3 separate regions of the Sus scrofa genome follow, and regions 1 and 2 are each linked to region 3. Evidence: chromatin contacts called from public Hi-C data. All regions are on one chromosome and are shown on one strand. The core of a region is the stretch at or near the end of the contact, and the rest is flanking DNA. Distances in the headings are between cores, read along the strand shown. Region 1 overlaps PDE7B (cAMP-specific 3',5'-cyclic phosphodiesterase 7B). Region 2 overlaps PDE7B (cAMP-specific 3',5'-cyclic phosphodiesterase 7B). Region 3 overlaps LOC102158075 (a long non-coding RNA gene).

What was found. A called contact is a pair of places that touch in the nucleus more often than the background predicts.
Region 1: a contact with region 3 is called in a Hi-C map of psoas muscle, with 1.9 times the contacts expected there. The contact joins two enhancer-like sites. A contact is called at or near these places in 2 of 47 Hi-C or Micro-C datasets (psoas muscle and skeletal muscle) and 1 of 2 datasets of contacts at active chromatin or transcription factors (skeletal muscle).
Region 2: a contact with region 3 is called in a Hi-C map of skeletal muscle, with 4 times the contacts expected there. The contact joins two enhancer-like sites. A contact is called at or near these places in 4 of 47 Hi-C or Micro-C datasets (embryonic fibroblasts, fetal heart ventricle, heart right ventricle and 1 more) and 1 of 2 datasets of contacts at active chromatin or transcription factors (skeletal muscle).

What each region holds. Positions count from the first base shown.
Region 1 is chr1:28,350,037-28,353,450 of Sscrofa11.1, forward strand. All of the region lies in intron 2 of PDE7B (cAMP-specific 3',5'-cyclic phosphodiesterase 7B), which reads right to left. Among named protein-coding and RNA genes, the nearest start is that of PDE7B, 74 kb to the right of the region's middle. Within about 2 kb of position 1,970, at least 3 of the 83 cell types and tissues checked have an H3K27ac peak or open chromatin away from gene starts, as enhancers often do. A contact at or near this core is called in skeletal muscle, where this site is marked.
Region 2 is chr1:28,205,218-28,208,465 of Sscrofa11.1, forward strand. The region is part of intron 2 of PDE7B (cAMP-specific 3',5'-cyclic phosphodiesterase 7B); the gene reads right to left. Among named protein-coding and RNA genes, the nearest start is that of PDE7B, 220 kb to the right of the region's middle. Within about 2 kb of position 1,849, at least 9 of the 83 cell types and tissues checked have an H3K27ac peak or open chromatin away from gene starts, as enhancers often do. A contact at or near this core is called in skeletal muscle, where this site is marked.
Region 3 is chr1:27,932,644-27,936,071 of Sscrofa11.1, forward strand. It overlaps LOC102158075 (a long non-coding RNA gene), which reads right to left. Exons shown (of 2, transcript XR_297933.3): 2 at 2,447-2,666. It also overlaps a transcript of MTFR2 not described here. Among named protein-coding and RNA genes, the nearest start is that of MTFR2, 26 kb to the left of the region's middle. Within about 2 kb of position 1,403, at least 3 of the 83 cell types and tissues checked have an H3K27ac peak or open chromatin away from gene starts, as enhancers often do. A contact at or near this core is called in skeletal muscle, where this site is marked.

The DNA of each region.
Region 1 (3,414 bases), core at 720-3,219, 420 kb after region 3:
CAGTTGCTCTGTATCTTCACTAACAGCTGGAGTAGTCGATCTTTTTAATTTTGCCATTTTAGTAGATTTGAAGTGATTCCTCATTGTAGTTTTAACTTACACTTCACTGACGAGTAACAGGATTGAGCACTTTTTAATGCGCTTAAAATTTTTTGAGCATATATCTTTCTTTATAAAATACCTATTCAAGTAATTTGCCTGTTTTTACTGGGTTGTGTCTTATTAGCATTATTGTGTTGTAGCAGTGTTCACAGGGTTTAAATAAAAGTCCTTTGGGTTGTAAATATTTCTCCCAATCTGTGGCTTTTATATTTATTTTCTTAATGTTAGCACTGATAAGCAGTTTTTAATTTTGATGTAGTCCACTTTATTAAATTTTCCTCTTATGATTAGTATATTTTGTGTTCTAAGAGGTATTTGTCTCTCCAAGTGTTACAAAAGTAATCCACTGCTTTAGAATTTTATCTTTTATATTTAGGACTATGGTCTATCGAGTTAATTTTCATGGGTGGTTTGGGGTGAGGTTTGGGGTTCATATTTTTTTTCATATAAGTTATCTTTTGCAAAACCTTTTGTTAAAAAGACTTTCTTTACCCCCATTTAAGTAATGTTGGTACCTTGGTTAGAAAAAATCAAGTGATTGTAAATGTGGATCTGTTTCTAGACATAATATTTGCTTTTAACTATTAGTCTTTCTTTACACAACATCACATCATCACAATTATAGTAAGTTTTGAAAGCAAAAAGTACAAATACCCCCAAAGTATAATTTTATTTCAAGACCGTTCTGGCTATTCTGAGTAGCCATATAAATTTTAAAATCATCTTGTTAACGCCTATGTACATTTTATTTGTCTATGTATTTTTTTTAAAAAAAAACTCCTGAGATTTTGTTTGGGAATACTTTGAATTTATAAATCAATTTAGAAAAAATTCACATCTTAAAAATAGTATTTCTATTAATGAACAGGGTATATACTTCTATTTATTTAGATCATCTTTAATTTCTCCCAACATTTTTTAGTTTCAGTGTAACAGATCTTGCACATATTTTAGTTATTCTTATTTTATATCACTTGACGTTATAAATAGTATTATTTTTTATTTTATCTTCCAATTGTTCTTTGCTAGTAACAGAAATAAAATTGATTTTTTACATTGACCTTGTATCTGCAACATTACTAAAATCATTTGTGTGCATCAGCAGTATTTTTTTAGATTAGTTTTCTACGTACATGATCATGTTACCTGTGAGTCAAGATAGCTTTACTTTTTCCTTTCTAATATTTTTTAAAAATTAGAAAATACTTCCTTTCTTGTCTTTTTTGCTCATCTTATAGAAATGACTGAAAGTTTTAGTTGAATGTTGAATAGACTGAACAAAGAACACACTCTTGCCCACTTCCTAATCCTTGGGGAAAGTTTTGTGGGAAAGAGATGGGAAGATACATATTGAGACATGGGCCGTGGCTAATAGCTTGGTTGGCTAGTCATCAGTGAGAAGCAAAGTGATTGGAAAATCGGTGATAGTGAGGTCTGACAAGAAGTATGTGGGTAGATTCTGGGCATAAATCATGAGAATCGTTTGGTCCTTCATCAATGCTCACCAAAGAGCTGTTGATTTGTAAACTGGTCCCTGTACACAGAGAGCAAGGAGAAACTACAGAAAGAGGCAGTCCACTCTGGGTTGGGAGCTGGCAGTTTTAATAAGCAAGGGAACTTACTTGGGAGGCTTGTCTCCATGCCTGCCTGCCAGAATCTAAAAAGTTTATACATAGAAGCCTTAACTGGGTTCAGTCACATACACAGTTCAGATGGACTCACAGACTCTCTCAAGGCTAGCACAGGGAAAGCAAGAGGAATGCACATTTCAAAGATGTGGAGGGGGTAAGAGGTCACATATTGCCTGGGCCCAGCTTGCAGGTCAACAGGTGGTCACATCCTCTCATGACCTCTTCCCACAAGAGCCACTTCAGCAGCAGAGGACACCATGATCCACTCTGTGGGCATGAGTGAGCCTGTTTTTGCAGCTATCCCTGTCTTTGTCCCATGAGCTCATAAACAAAGTAGCTACGGGCAGCAGGCAAAGAGATTTTGTATGGGCTAAGCAATGTGCATTTCTCATCATCAGGGCTGATCTGGCAACAGCTACTGCTGAGTGGCCAATCTGCTGCTGAAAGTTAATACTGAGCCCTATATGACACTATTTCCAGGAGGATCAGCAGGTTGCAGGGCGATAAGTAGAGTGATTACATTACTTCCATCCTAGAAGGTCGATTCTTTGTTCTCAATGGAACAGAAACCTACTGTGGATATACATTCGCCTTTCCTACCTGCAATGTTTCTGCCAAAATCACCCTCTGTGGACTTGTTCCCCACCATGATATTCCATACTGCACAGCTTCTGATGAAAGAAATCATTCTACAGCTAAGAAAGGGCAGCATTAGGTCTGTGTGCATGAGATTCCCTTGCATTATTACCTTCTCCATCACTCTGAAACAGTTGACCTGATAGAATGACCTTTTGAAGACTGGGTTATGATGTCAGATGGATGACAACACATTGAAGGACTAGAGTAATGCCATTCAGGATAAGTCAGTGTTTAACTTACAATGCTTCTCTCACAGCCAGGCCTCACAGGTCTGGGAATCAGAAGTGGAAGTGGATGTGGCTTATCTCACTACTGACTGCTGATGAGTCACTAACAAAAGTACTGCTTCTCAGCTCTACAACCTGGGTTCTTCTGGCTTAAAGGGCTTAGTTCTCAAGGAAGGAATGAGTCTCCTGGGGGCCACAGAAAGCGTTCCATTAAATGGAAATTTGACAGTGTCATCTGGCTACATAAAAGTACTCGTGGTAGTGAGTCAATGGGTAGAGAAGAGGAATTTTAATTCGGCTGAAGTGACTGATTCTGATCATCAAGAGGATATGAAGTTTCCACTACACTAAGAAGGTTAGGAGGAGTGTGTCTGTAAATCTCAAAAGGATACATCTTAGTACTTCCACACAGTGTGGTAAAAACTAAAGCAAAGCTGCTAATCATTTATGCCCTTTAGGAATAAATGTTCGGTTTGTCCTACTAGGCAGAGAATTATGACTACACAAGGTGCTTGCTGAAGGCAAAGAGTATATGGGTGGCAAAATGAAGTATAGAATTAATAAAAACATGTTACCAGTTGCAGAAATAAACGCTAATATGTATTTCTTCCTTATTTTTATGTGAATGATTTGTACTTTTATTAACCAGCTCTGTTTTTTCTCTCTCCAACCCCCAAGATATCAGTTGTGTTAACAGCAGCTAAGCTTATATCTCAGGATTTAAGTTAGAGCATATCAAAAAGGGAATGTGATTCAGCTGTGATTGAACTCGAAGAGAAAGGCACATTAACCAAAACTGAGTAAAGGAATTTGCA
Region 2 (3,248 bases), core at 599-3,098, 270 kb after region 3:
AGGCAAGTCCTTGGCACAGGCTGTGTTTATTTCACCTTCACCCCATCTTTAAGTACCTGGATTCTGCAAGTTTGCCATTCAATATAAGAATTTTTCCAATGAGGTTTTTAGTAAACAAGGCAAATACCTATATGCTGATGCATCTGTTTTATTTGATCACCCCTGATCCCTTACGAGTCTAGCATGATGACTAATGCACAACGGCACTCCCAATGTTAATTAAATAAATGAATAAATAAGTATTTACTGCAATTCTGTGGGATATACTTGAAATTTGGGATTATCTAAGGTAACATGAGAGGAGATTTTTTTTTTCCTGGCTACCTATGTATACACACCAATAAGTGTTGTCAATCACAGATGCAGCCGTGTGAGGGGAGCTGCAAAGGGGTCATAAGGGGAAACCTGGCATGGAGAAGGCATTTCAAAACATCTGGGTCACTTTCCGTCTCACATTTTTCCTCAGCAGAGAACTGAATGGTGCTCATTAAAGCCAGACCCCTAGACAATCGGCCTGAGAGAAAATGGCTTAGGTCTATGAACCATAAAAAGATAGGTTCTGTTAAGAGACTGAACTGCCTAAAGTCTAACAGGGCCTGGATGCTTGGAACTCCATTAAGAGTTATCAAATGAGTGAAGGAATGAGCGAAGGAATGGTGTTCAAAAAGACACCATTTTCAAGGGCCTACTCTGTGCAGTCACTATATTGTGAGGGTGGACGGGAAAAAAAAAAAAGGAGATTTAGGCTAGATCCTGTCCTCAGGAAGATTACAGCCTGGTCTGAAGTGTAAACATAGAAGCCTATGGGCACTCTCAATGGTGTGCACCCAACACGCCTGGGGCTACCAGAAAGGTTCCTAAGAAGAGAGGACCCCAGGGCTATCTGGAGGATGGGAAAAAGCTGGCTGGCGAAAGACAGGGTCCCTCCTAGCAGAGACAGGCCTATGCAAAGCCCAGAAACCCTTTTAAGATCCCTCAGTAGCCTCCCGAGATGGGAGCAAAGCTGTGGTAGGTCAGGGCAGAGGGCTTAATTCAAGTGGCACTCACAGGTAAGCAGCAGGGAAGTAGGGGCTAACAGTGATTTAAAAATATATACATATAAATTATAAAATACAAACATAAATTATAATATTATATGAAATATAAATAATAACATACAATATAATATATATGTCATATATAATATGTAATTTATAATATACTATATTTATAATATATATTTATAATACATTTCTGTGCTGGGATAGGACAGCGAGGTTGGGTTTACTTTTGAAGAGGCAAGATGCTCAATGAATTCTTTTAACTATGTGACAAATAATTACAATCCAGTGGCTCCAGATATCTCTCACGAACAGCACTGGCTGCAATCCTTTTGCCCATTTCTACGTCAAAAAAGGCACCACGTTTTGAGGTGTTCCTTATTCCTTTTTCTTAGATCATTGCACAGAATGGCTCTGGCCAAAAGAACAACCCCTCACCACCCAGTTGAAACCTCATGTGAGGCCAATGCCTGCTGCTGCTGAAGCCATTAGCACCTAGCGTTGAGCCCATTATAATTTCCCCAGCTCCTGGAAGGTGCATTTTCAGAATCGTCTACTTCACAGTGGCCAGAGTCCCTTTCACCGTGTGGGTGGCATAGCCAGGCCTTGATCTCTAAACACTGTGCAGCCCTTGGCAGTCTGGTGCCAGAGGACAGCAGATTTGGACCCGGGGCTGATTTCAGCTCAAGCTCATGTTTTCCTTTCTAAGTTTTTCCAGTGAAAGAGCACATTTCCATCCCATTGCAGGCTGTTAAAACGTAAGCCTAATAAGTTTTCAACAATCTGTCAGTGCAGCTCTCCAGCAACAACCTGGCACTGTCTTTGAATCAGGGCCTCATCGTCCAACCCAACCTCAGCCAGTCAAAATAAGAGACACACAGTAGAAGAAAAAAAAAGATAATCACCTCGAGCTGAGCAGAAATTCTTCACAAATCCATTGTTGCCAACAGTCAACAGCCAATCTGTGGGCTGCCTAACCTGAAGTGACCCATCGGGAAGGGCCATCCCTCATAAACCTCTAATTAGCGATGGTTAGGAGTGACTTGAAGGATATTAATGCTACTGCTATTGGAAAATGAGCCTACCAGCTTTTAACAGCTTTGTTTTCTTCTTCAGTCAATGTTGGCTCAATGCGTATGCTTTCTATTAGAGCAGTGCCAGCAGCAGCAATCTCCAGAGAGTCTCTCAGCATTTTATTACACACCCCTATTTTTAAATGTTTAAAAACTACTTATTATGAACCAAAACTTGGAAAACCTGCTTTCAGCCCAAGAGTAGTTTTTTTAAGTTATTAAGTAAACATCCAGAATGCAGAACTGTGTTTCCTGTCACTTCAGCCCTGGACAGTAGAGGGCACTAGAAAGGCTATATCTCTAAGGTCGGGTTGGACCCCCTCAGAGAGATCCAGGGGTTGGATGGCTCAGAGTTCAGAGTCACTGTGTTAGGTTATTTTAGGCCCTATAGCTCACACAGATAATCTCCATGCACCACTTTTAGTCTCGAATTCTATTGCGCACATGAAATGCACATTAAAAACCGCATTTTTCACCATGCAAAACGATGACTAGAGCCTCTGGACAAACCCAGTTTTAGCAGAATCTGTATCTGTGAGGGCTGAGGGCATGTGCAATATAACTAAGGTGTCTCTCTCCTGCACCCAGGTATAGGAACTGAGTAGGGATCTTGGTCCAAGGCACTTTGAGAATAATTCTGATATAGGCTCTGAGAATGCTCTATCAGGCAGAAATAACTATGCCACCAATCTTGATAAACACTGCAAAAATTATGTCAGAGTGAGTTTTGCAATATAATTTCATCTTTCATCCTCTGAGAGCTCCAAGTGTTGGTAATTAGCTATAACCGGTTTTCAGTGAAAAAAACAGACACTTCTGTGAAGGCAAACAGCTAAAGCCATAAACATTTCACTATCCACAGTGAGTTTTGAAAAGTGAAGTCCATGAACCCTTTGTGTTAGAGAAAACAGAAAGCAGTATAGAAAGAGAACAGACTGGTATGTGTAGTGGAAAGAACTTAGAGAATGTCTGGATGCAAATCTCAACTCTGTCCCTCATTAGCAGTGTGATCTTGGGGAATATCTTATCCTTTTGAAACTCCCTGTAGAGCAGAGTAACAATGCTTAGCCTTCTACTTAAATAATGTAATACGTACAAAAGCATCTTATGTACTCTGAAACCCATCATAAGACCT
Region 3 (3,428 bases), core at 153-2,652:
ACCAGCCCCTCCCAATGGATAACGCCACCACCTCATCTGATCTCCAAAGACAACGAGTAAATTTTGGACTCCAAAGCACTATGCTAGTGTATGTAACTCTATGGCATTTGCTGTTTTTGCCCCTTGGGGATTCTTCCTTATCTTTTAAGACACAGCTTAAAGAGCATTTTTCTTAGAGTCTTTTCTGACTCTCCTTCTCCCCTAAGCCCTCCAGGAGTATGACCACTTCCCAACAACTGGGTGTTTTCTTTGCTGCTGGATTTGTTGCAGTTCTATTTGCTTTCCAGTCTGTCTCGCTCCAACTCCACTGGGCACTTTCGAACAAGGTGAAGATAGAAACTGGGTTTAATTCATCTCATTTCCTCCTTTATCCAAAGTGCAGTCATATCAGCAATTAGTGAACAGTTTAATGTGTTAAGAATGATGCTTAGGATACAGGTTCTCTCATCTAATCCACAACCTTTCAAGAGCCAGAGAGAACAAACTTGTGGTTGCCAAGAGGCAAGAGGGAGGGAGTGGGATGTATAGGGAGATGCAAACTGTTGCTTTAGAATGGATAAGCAGTGAGGTCCTACTGTACATCACAGGGGACGTATCCAATCTTGTGGAATAGAACATGATGGAAGAGAGTATGAAAAAAGAATATATATATATATGTATGTATGTGTGTGTGTATATATATATACACACATATATATATGTATGACTGGGTCACTGCTGTATGGCAGAAATTGGCACAACACTATAAATCAACTATAAAAAATTTAAAAAGGCTGGTTTTGTTTAAAAAAGAGAGAAAGATTTTTATCCCCATTTTATAGATGACAATGGAGCTCAGAGAATTGAGTGGAAGAGCTGGGACTGAACCCAGGTTTGCCGACCTCAGAGCATGTGCGTATAACTAGGAGACCCTGTGACAAATGTGATAGAAAATGACTTGATATAAACTCATTTACTTAAAGTTACATCTGTTTCTTAGCAACAGATTTTATGCAAAAGCATAAAAAGTAATGCAAGTAAATTGCTCAAATGCAAGTAGCCAGATGATTTCAGAGCTAGCGTTTAAATCAGAGCTCCTGAGGCCGGGGATGTGGCCTTCAGTCTTTGTGGTCCATGTTTGGAGGGAAAGATCTCACTAAGTCCAGGACTCTTGGCCAGTAGGTCAGGCTGGAACCACTGACTGCCTGAACCAACACAGGATGGTAAGGCCTTTGGCCCTCACAGGACCACCAGCGTTGGGCACGTGGTTAACACCCCGGACCACACGTGGACCCCAGTGAACACGTCTCTGGCCACCCAGATTTCTTCCCACTTTCTGCTGGCTCTGTGTCCCTGTATGCATCCCAGAAGAGCCTGCCCAAGAATTGCCTCAGAGTCTTTGGAAAACTACTTCAGCAAGAGTATCTATTTCTCCTCTGAGGATGAATTTGATTTCTGGAAGGAGACAAGTGCCAAACCTGATGAATGAGTGGATGAGCAAGCTCAATGAAATCACGACTGGTCACAAATGACGTACGACTTCAAATCATTCAAGTGGTTTTCTTGCAGAGATTGCTGTAATCTAGTTGTGAAGGCATTTCCTGAAGATGGATTCCAAAAAATATTTTTGAGCAATGGCTACACTGGGTGCATTAGCTGGGATGAATTTTGGAAGCAAAATACTCATTTCAAGTACAGAATTTCTGATGAAAGTGTTAGTGCCCCAGTCCCAAGACTTTAAAATCATCCATGGGTTTAGTGATTGATAGGGCCTGGATAGATAGGTGTTTGGATCTAAGATTCGAAAAATTAGTTTTAACAGATGATAGAATAAAACTTTGGATGGAGATAAAATAGTCTTGTCTACTTCGATCAAAAGCAGGTTAGTTTTGACAAAACTACTGAAGAATTATATCATAAACACTTCTGTTTTTCTTTATTTCTTTAAGATATACATGGGACTTACCCGTTATTTTCTATTCAAACTGAGTATTACAACGAAATTTAGTCATTAAAAAAGTAAACAGGGGAGTTCCTGTGGTGGGGCAGTGGTAACAAATCTGACTAGTTTCCATGAAGATGAGGGTTCAATCTCCGGCTTTGATCAGTGGGTTAAGGATCCAGTGTTGCCATGAGCTGTGGTTTATGTTGCAGATGAGGCTCAGATCTGGTATTGCTGTGGCTATGGCTGTTGCTGGCAGCTACAGCTCTGATTTGACTTCTGGCCTGGAAACTTCCATGTGCCATGGGTGTGGCCCTGAAAAGAAAGAAAAAAAAAGGCAGATGGAAGGTAAAATATCACAGACGTGGATTTCTTTTCCTTTAATGATACCTGCCTGCTGCCTGGGAATCCCTAACCCCACAAATTGTTAACACTGGTGATAATCAGTTGGACAGGAAAAAAATTATTTTGTTCAATTCTGCCGTTCTTTGAGCATTTCACCCATACCACATGCTGTGTGGACCGTTTCATGGTTTTTAGCACAAGCTTTATTTCGTAAGATTTCCAGCTTTAGCCTTTTTCAACCTGATTTCAAAGTGAGAGTTTTAGGAACGCATATTAAAACGGGCTCCTGTGAATTCTGTTGTCGTTGTTCACCTCCTTTTCCTCCATCTCCCTGTGATGGGGGAAGTTGTGATGGGTTGAGAGAGCCCAGACTGGGTCCTGGAGACTGGAGAGCTGGTCACTGTGAAGATACAAATGTATCAAATAATATTAGGCAAGTTTTTAATGCTTTTGGCCTCAATGTCCTTCTCTATAGATGAAGACTTTGAAAAAAAAAACTCTATGACTAAAACAAAAGTGTGTTTTTGGAAGGTTATACCACCTACCTATTATCCCTTATTATTGTGGAATAAATGTCTTAAGTACATTGACCTTCCTTTGATCACTTGGACAGGTCCAAGATGGCACTTCCATTCTTGCATTTATTCTATTTAAAGGCCTGAAATATTTTTCTCTTGCCCAATTAATTTGCAGGACATCAATTATCCCTTAAGGACAATGAACCATGAAACATTTCTATTTCATAGTTATGCCTCTTGTCATAATCACACTGGTTTGTTTCTTTGATGGGAAGTGAGTGGGGGTTGGGGGGTGGGGTGGGACAGAATTTCTGTATTTATATATTTAATGAAACTATTCCAATAGTAACCCTTACTTAGCCTAACTTATAAATATTGAGAGTTTAGGTAAAACAGGTATCACTAGGATATATCTGGTTGGTACAGGACCTAGTCAATCTATTTCCAAGACACTTAGGTATTTTGAAGATCAAAGATCATCCTGGCTTTGACTGCATAGCATTTTCCAGAGATCTCTTGCTCTTCTTGGTAGGGATTTGTGCTTTGCTTTTTGGAAATACTTAATAGTTAGCTGCATTATCATTTTCTTTTCTTGGACCTAGAGAAGAGTTAGACACTGGATTTAAAAATGTTAAGATGCTTTA